2 separate regions of the Sus scrofa genome follow, and region 2 is linked to region 1. The links are chromatin contacts, called in public Hi-C maps. All regions are on one chromosome and are shown on one strand. The core of a region is the stretch at or near the end of the contact, and the rest is flanking DNA. Distances in the headings are between cores, read along the strand shown. Region 1 holds the start of NTSR2 (neurotensin receptor type 2). Region 2 holds the start of E2F6 (transcription factor E2F6).

Region 1 (3,783 bases), core at 409-2,908:
TTTATTGAGGCAAAGTTAAGTTCTTGTAGGTACTGGAGAAGCAAGCGCTAGGCTCAGGGCACGCACACAGGGATGCGCTCTCCAGGAGGAGTTTCAGGTCTTGGGGACCGTGTCTGAGACTCACACCCAGAGGGCATGTCAGTCATTCTCCTCGGGGTGAAGACGGAAATTCCGAGCCCCCTGCACACGTCTGTAGGGGGGCATCATGATGCGGACTCTTCCTCACTGTCATTAGCTGCATTTCACAGCCTCCTCTGACCTGGCTGGAGAGACCCATCCACAGGCGAGACCAAGGTAATTCTCTTCATGCTGCAAGACAGAGGATGCTTGCCTAGAGCCGTCCTGAAAAGGCTACGGTGCAACTTCACGGCTTAGACACCCTGCCCTTGAAAACAAACGCACCCTGGGAGCACCACGAGTTGAAAAGCAGAGATGCCCCCTTTTTCTTGGCGCTTCCCCACCATGTGGGCGTTAAGGAGTTAACTTCCTGAAGTGACAGCCTGTGACTTCAGCCCTGAAGCTTCCTATCGGCTTTCCTATCTACTTTCTAATCCAAAGAGGTAAGAAACACCAATCACTGTATCTTTGTCCTTGCTTTCAGATGAGTAAACTGGGCTGAGAGACTGGAGGCCTGTCCAAGACACACGGCCAGTAAACAGCTGGGTCGAGACGGGTACCCAACCCTTCTGACTCCAGTCCAGGTCTCTCCACTACTTCCAGCCTGGACCTTGGTGCCGGAGTCCAGCTCCAGCAGCCAAGGTATTGCCCGAAGAGGAGGGTGGCAGGTGCAGGAATGACGGAGACGCATACTCCGGAGTAGTGTTCACGCAGTCTCAACTCTGTTGCTGGATAGCAGTGACTTAAACAGGAGAAAGGACTCTATGTTGCAGAAGCCATAAGAGTTAAAGATGAAGAAGCACATTATCCAGGCAGGGTACGCTCTAAACCCATTAAAAGATAACCAGGTAGGACTAATCGATCCCACTGGCCGCAAATGTCAGACGTGTTAAGACTTCTCGTGACCTTTGTGATGACCACAAATGCATTGTGTTTTTAGGGCAGGTGCTTGGCTAGTAATTCAGCAACCGCAACCTGTTTTTCTAACTTGTATTTAACAATCAACAACAGGCTTTTACACCTATTTTCTTTTTATAGATGAATGAATCAGCTAAAGAAAAACAACTTGAACTAATTAACACCTCTAAATGCTTCAAACTATAGCTATAAAACGTACCAATTTCTTCTAAAACTACAAGTAGTAAATACCGTTGTTATCTATGATTCTCTTAGAAGGAAAAGGAATCTTTCTAAAAAGTCACGTAATTTAGGTGTAGATAATGAAGAGTTCATTTCCCAAACATTTAGCAAAAGCAAGAACGACTCCCAAGATTTAGATAACAAGTTAATGAGTTTTTTCTTTAAGGCAAGGAACGAGGAGTTAAGGCAGAGTAAATAGAGCACAGAGTCATTGTTAAAAACAGGAAGGACAGAGATTTAGAAACGTGTTTTCTCAGGCATTACAGCCTCATGCTTTCTGTGCGCTGGAGGACGTGCTGCTTTGCAGCCTTTCTTTGGAATCCCCTGGACTCTGTCATCAGGCAGATTCTCTTTCTGAAAATTTTCTTCTTGAAACTCAGCTCCCGACACCTGGGGAGACTAAGTACGTGGAGAATTCTTCTAAAGGGAAGCAGGAACTGGCTTTTTCCTTATTGAACGACGTGAAACCCAGCACAAAGTTCAAATTTTATTAACACTGCTTATTTTCTTTAAAGAACGTTTGTCAGAAATTCATATGCATGGAATGCTCGTTATAGAGCGACGTGCGTCCCCTCAAAACATGTCTTATAAGCCCCACCCCCAAGGGACTATGATTATGTATCCAGACGGAAGATTAAGTGTCACTGGGTCATAACAACTTGGCCAAAAACAAGACAATCAGGAGACCTGGTTCTGCCCCTAAATACCCAGGGACGTAAAGGTGAGATAGGGGCTTTTTACCCTAATGTTTGCTGGTCTAGAAGGGCTTAGGGAAGAGCCTGATGGAAAGTTTTAAAACACGTGAAACACACTCCTTTTCTCTTCTTCCCACTACTCCGTGAGAGGAACATTCTCGAAGGACTGGGAAAGCATGATGTCATGAAGAGGAACCTGACAGGGACAAAGGAGCTCCTTGAGGACATTAGTGAGTCACTGAAACAGCATTTAGTGAGAAGATGAAAGAGCCCTTTGGCAAGAATAACAGCTGCAAAATGTTCGAGGGCTGGCAAATTTTTTGATGAGTCGTCTCTGGGATCACACGTAGCAGCAGCACCGCACAGAGCACGTGGAACACATGCGATGCCCGTCTATGCTGCCGGTGTCGAGTTTCACACAGATTCGCTCAGTCTTCACAGAGATTCTGCAGTGCAGATAAGATTTGTTTTTCTTTTTGTGGCGGCACCTGCAGCATATGGAAGTTCCTGGGCTCTGGGTCCAATCAGCTGTAGTTACAGGCTGATGCGACAGCCAGGCAACACCGGCCGGAGCTGCATCTGTGGCCTACCAACGGATCCTTAACCCTCTGAGCGAGGCCAGGGATTCAACCTGCATCCTCACAAAGACAATGTCGGGTCCTTAACCCACTGAACCACAGCAGGAACTCCTAGATAAGATTTGTTTTAATGCAGAAATGGATTAAGAGAGGATAGTAAATAACTGCCCAAGGACACACAACTAGTAAGTAGAGGCATCCAGTCCGGTTCCCAAAAGGAGCCCGTCGCCTGCCCAGCATCAAACTCCACTGAAGAATGTGAGCTCGGCTAACAGGCATCCACTCGCGGTCCCGCGCCGCCGCCGGCTCGGAGGCGCCCTTCGCTGGGCGTGCCCTCCCATTCTGGAGGTTCCCAGAGAGGAGGAGGTGCTCCCTAGCCGGGCAGCGGGCCCAGTCTCCGGGCAGTGAGAGGGAGGGAGCGCAGCCGCGGGAGCGGGATGGAGCCCAGCAGCCGGAGGCCCCCGGGGCCGAGCCCCGGCTCCGCGCTGAGCCTGGATGCCCGGCTGGGCGTGGACACGCGCCTCTGGGCCAAGGTGCTGTTCACCGCGCTCTACTCGCTCATCTTCGCGCTGGGCACGGCGGGCAATGCGCTGTCCGTGCACGTGGTGCTGAAGGCGCGGGCCGGGCCCCCCGGGCGCCTGCGCTACCACGTGCTCAGCCTGGCGCTCTCCGCCCTGCTGCTGCTGCTGGTCTGCGTGCCCGTGGAGCTCTACAACTTCGTGTGGTTCCACTACCCCTGGGTCTTCGGCGACCTGGGCTGCCGCGCTTACTACTTCGTGCGCGAGCTGTGCGCCTACGCCACGGTGCTCGGCGCCGCCTGCCTGAGCGCCGAGCGCTGCCTGGCCGTGTGCCGGCCCCTGCGCGCCCGCCGCCTGCTGACGCCGCGCAGGACCCGCCGCCTGCTGTCGCTCGTCTGGGCCGCCTCGCTGGGCCTGGCCCTGCCCATGGCAGTTATCATGGGGCAGAAGCACGAGCTGGAGACGGCCAGTGGGGAGCCGGAGCCCGCCTCGCGCGTGTGCACCGCGCTGGTGAGCCGCACCACGCTGCAGGTCTGCATCCAGGTAAGCGGGAGGCGCGCCCAGCCTGTGTTTTCGTCTATGGGGAGCGGACTTGGCTAAAGTGAGGCATTTTAGAGACGTCCAAAGAAGAATGAAATATTGCCATTTGCAGTAACATGGATGGACCTAGAGATTATCATACTAAGTGAAGTAAATCAGACAAGGACAAAGGTTCTTTTTTTTGGCTTTTTAGGG
Region 2 (3,783 bases), core at 682-3,181, 170 kb after region 1:
ACAATGGGAGCTGCAATTCACATTTTAACTTAGTACTTAAGCCTTCTGGTTATGTTGGGGGCTACTGGAGCACAAGGTAAAAGATCCCCCCTTCAACTTAGTTCTCTCCCCAGCACCTGCTTTACTGCCAGGCAAGGGCTCAAAAAAATGTGCAAATAATTTTCTCGGGGTAAAGCCAAAGCACATGCACTGTGTCGGGAGGGCTGTGTCATGACCCTGACTCTCCACAGCTGTGCTCGCACTCTGCCTTTAGCCTGCAGTGCCCGCCACCCTTATCCCGACCCACCCACCTTCACTCATCTGACCCCACCTCTGACTCCTTCAAGAATCTTCCCAAGGAGTTCCCGTCATGGCTCAGTGGAAATGAATCTGACTAGCATCCATGAGGACGCAGGTTCGATTCCCAGCCTTGCTCAGTGGGTTAAGGATCCAGTGTTGCTGTGGCTGTGGTGTAGGCCAGCAGCTACAGCTCCAATTTGACCCCTATCCTGGGAACCTCCATGTGCTGTGGAGGTGGCCCTAAGAAGCCAAAAAAAAAACAAAAAAACAAAAAAAAAAACTTCCCAAGGATCTGCATACCAGATAAATCAGCTATAAAGTAAGTCAAATCCTGCCTCCATCACTGCCTAGCCAGGACCTTTGGTAATTTTTGTAATCTTGCTAATCTTCATTTTCTTGTTCTGTAAATGAGTCAGGAAAATACCTCAGTTTTGGATATAAAATGTACATAAGAAAATGTGTGAAGTACATACAACAAACGCTGGATTAATGTCTTATTTACCTTTTTTTTTTTTTTTTTTTTGGCTGTGCCTGTGACATGCAAAAGTTCCCGGGTCAGGGATTGAAGACACAACACAGCCATAACCAGAGCCACAGCAGTGAAAATGCTGGGTCCTTAACCCACTGAGCCATGAGGGAACTCCCTCTTATTTATCTTTGTAATTTTTTTTTTTTTTGCTTTTTAGGGCCACCCCTTCACATATGGAAGTTCCCAGGCTAGGGATTGAATCAGAGCTGCAGCTGCCAGCCCACACCACAGCCACTGCAACATCAGAAACTTAACCCACTGAGTGAAGCCAGGGATTGAACCTGTATCCTCATGGATAGTAGCCACAGTGGGAACTCCCTATCTTTGTAATCTTTTAAACTGAAGTATAGTTGATGAACCATATTATATGTTACAAGTGTGCACTATAGTGATTTATAATTTTGAACATTATATCCTGTTTATGGTTATTATAAAATATTGGTTTTATTCTCTCATGTAGTACAATATATCCTTGTAGCTTATTATTTTTTTTGTTTCTGGCTGCACATGCAGCATCCAGAAGTTCCCAGGCCAGGGACTGAGCCCACACCACAGTTCCAACCCGCAGCACAGTTGCAATAACACCAGATCCTTCACCTACTGCACCACAAGGGAACTTGCGGCTTATTCATTCATAATAGTTTGTACCTCTTCATCCCCTCCCCCATATTGCCCCTCCCCCATCTTTCTCGCCACTGGTAACCACTAGATTGTTCTCTATACATACTGAGTCTACGTTTTTGATTTATTCACTACTTTGTTGTATTTTTTAGATTCCACATATAAGTGATACCATGAAGTACTTGTCTTTCTCTGACTTATTTCACTTAGCAATTGCTCTCCAAGTCCATCCATGTTGCTTCAAATGGTAAAATCTGAACTATGTCTTACTTATTAAAAGTAGCCATTTCTGGGAGTTCCCACTGCGGCACAATAGGATCATTGATGTCTCTGGAGCACTGGGACGAAGGGTTTGATCCCTGGCCGGGCACAATGGGTTAAGGACCTGGTGTTGCTGTAACTGCGGCATAGGTCACAACTGTAGCTGGGATCGGATCCCTGGCCCAGGAATCCCATATGACAAGGGGCAGCAAAAAAGGAAAAAAAAAAAAAAATCCACTTCTGGTCTCCAAAGCTTGCCTTCCCAGGGATTCTGGTTGGTAAAGGTGTTATTTAACCACTCCGGGAAATTCTCCCTTCTGCCACAAAATCCAGTCTTCTAGAGGCTTCCCTAGGTTATCTTTTACTTTAAATCATTCATTTATCTTTTACTTCAAATCATTCCTTGACGGGCCCTTACTGTTTGCCACGAACTGGGCTAGACTCTGGAGACACAAAGATTAAAGAATTCCTCTGACCCCGTCTTCCTCCGGACGCCTTCCCAGCCCACCCAGGCTGCCTAGAAGCCCCTAGTCCAACCATCACCGTTCAGTTGCTGAACTCCACCCTGAACTTGAGCATTTATATCAAACACGGTGCTGTTCCTGGTGCTAAGTAATCTGCATTCATTAAGTCACTTAATTCTCCCCACAACCTTAATCCCACTGAACAGATGAGGAAACAGAAGCACACAGCGATTAGGTAGTTTAGTTAGTCTTATCCGCTAAGCAGCGGGCTCCGGGATCTGAAAGCACACCTTCTGGCCCCAGCTTTAAATGTTCCTTTCTTTGTTTTTTCCACCGGCATCTGAAATCGTGCCAGATCCCAATGACTCTCTCCTGCGCCCACCACAATATCTGGCACCACGGGGAACCAATCATTTATTCCTCAAGTGAAAGGAGGGAAGAAAAGGGAAAGAAAGATGCATACTAGTCAGTCCGTCCACGGCGGTTTGGTTATCAACATTTCCGAAGCCTCAACACTGAGCAAGTGCCTGAGAAGTGCGGAGGGAGCTCAAGATAAACTGAGCGTTCAGCACGTTCAGTTACCAGTGGCCGTAGTGCCAAGAGCTCCGAGGAGACCCTTGCGTCGACCTGGCGGCCTCTTTTCTCTCGCCCCGTCCCCTTCGCCGGGAATTCCTGCTCCACGTCTTCCGTCCGCTCCCTTCGCCGTCCCCTCCGGGAGCTCCGCCCTCCGGGCTTTCCCGCGCTCCGGCCTCCGGGAGCCGAGGGGCGCGTGGGAGCGCGCCGGGCGCCGCGGGCATGCGCACTGGGGGCGGCGCACTGCGCATGCGGGAAGATGGCGGGCCGGGCGTCCTGAGCCCCGCGGGTCATCCTGCTCTCTTCCCGCCCGCGTCCCAAGTCCCGAGGTCGTGGGGCAGCGGCGCGTCCGTCCGCGGGCCGGCCTAGGCAGGCGGCGCCTCGGAGCAGGCCAGGGACCCGGCGGGTGCAGGCTCCCGGGACCCGGCGTCTTGGGGGCGGCGCCCGAGTGGAGCGGGAGAAGGCGGGAGAGCTCGCAGGGTGCGAGGGCGAGGGGCGGCCGGCCGGGCAGCATGAGTCAGCAGCGGCCGGCGCGCAAGCTGCCCAGCCTGCTCGTGGACCCGGCGGAGGAGACGGTGCGCCGCCGCTGCCGAGACCCCATCAACGTGGAGGGCCTGCTGGTAAGTCCCGGGAAAGGCGGGGGTCCCAGCGGCGGGGTGGGAGGTCCCCAAGCCGGCGGCGAGGCCAGACTGGCCGTCGTCTCGGGGGTGCGCTGCCCGGGGCTGGCCCGGGGCTGCTCCTCCGTCTCCTGGCGCGTACTGCCTATCACGTCTTGTGAACCGACCGGTCTCTCACTTCAACTCTCGCCTTCTTTGCATCTGCTGGCAGATATGTTGTCAGCCTCCTTGGCTTTTGCAAAGTCGGCTACAGAGCAGCGTTGGAGAAAATCGCTCAACTTCGCCTAAGATGATCATGCTTTTCGGTTTCCTCCGGACTCTCAGTGGATCTCTGCAAGTTCTCTCGCTTGTGTTCTTCCTTGCAGTTCTTCCTCCTACTTAAGTGCAGCCATTTAAAACTGTCCACACCTTGCATTTCCCACCGCCCGGCTCCCCAGTC

What was found. Hi-C and Micro-C count contacts between places; a contact is called where the count stands out from the background.
Region 2: a contact with region 1 is called in a Hi-C map of fetal skeletal muscle, with 1.7 times the contacts expected there. The contact joins the promoter of E2F6 here to the promoter of NTSR2 in region 1. A contact is called at or near these places in 1 of 5 promoter capture datasets (fetal skeletal muscle), 5 of 47 Hi-C or Micro-C datasets (embryonic fibroblasts, epiblast stem cells, fetal skeletal muscle and 2 more) and 1 of 2 datasets of contacts at active chromatin or transcription factors (skeletal muscle).

Annotation. Positions count from the first base shown.
Region 1 is chr3:125,080,465-125,084,247 of Sscrofa11.1, forward strand. It overlaps NTSR2 (neurotensin receptor type 2), which reads left to right and starts at 1,659. Exons shown (of 4, transcript XM_021087826.1): 1 at 1,659-3,591. The coding sequence starts at 2,968.
Region 2 is chr3:125,246,301-125,250,083 of Sscrofa11.1, forward strand. It overlaps E2F6 (transcription factor E2F6), which reads left to right and starts at 1,932. Exons shown (of 8, transcript XR_002342859.1): 1 at 1,932-3,347.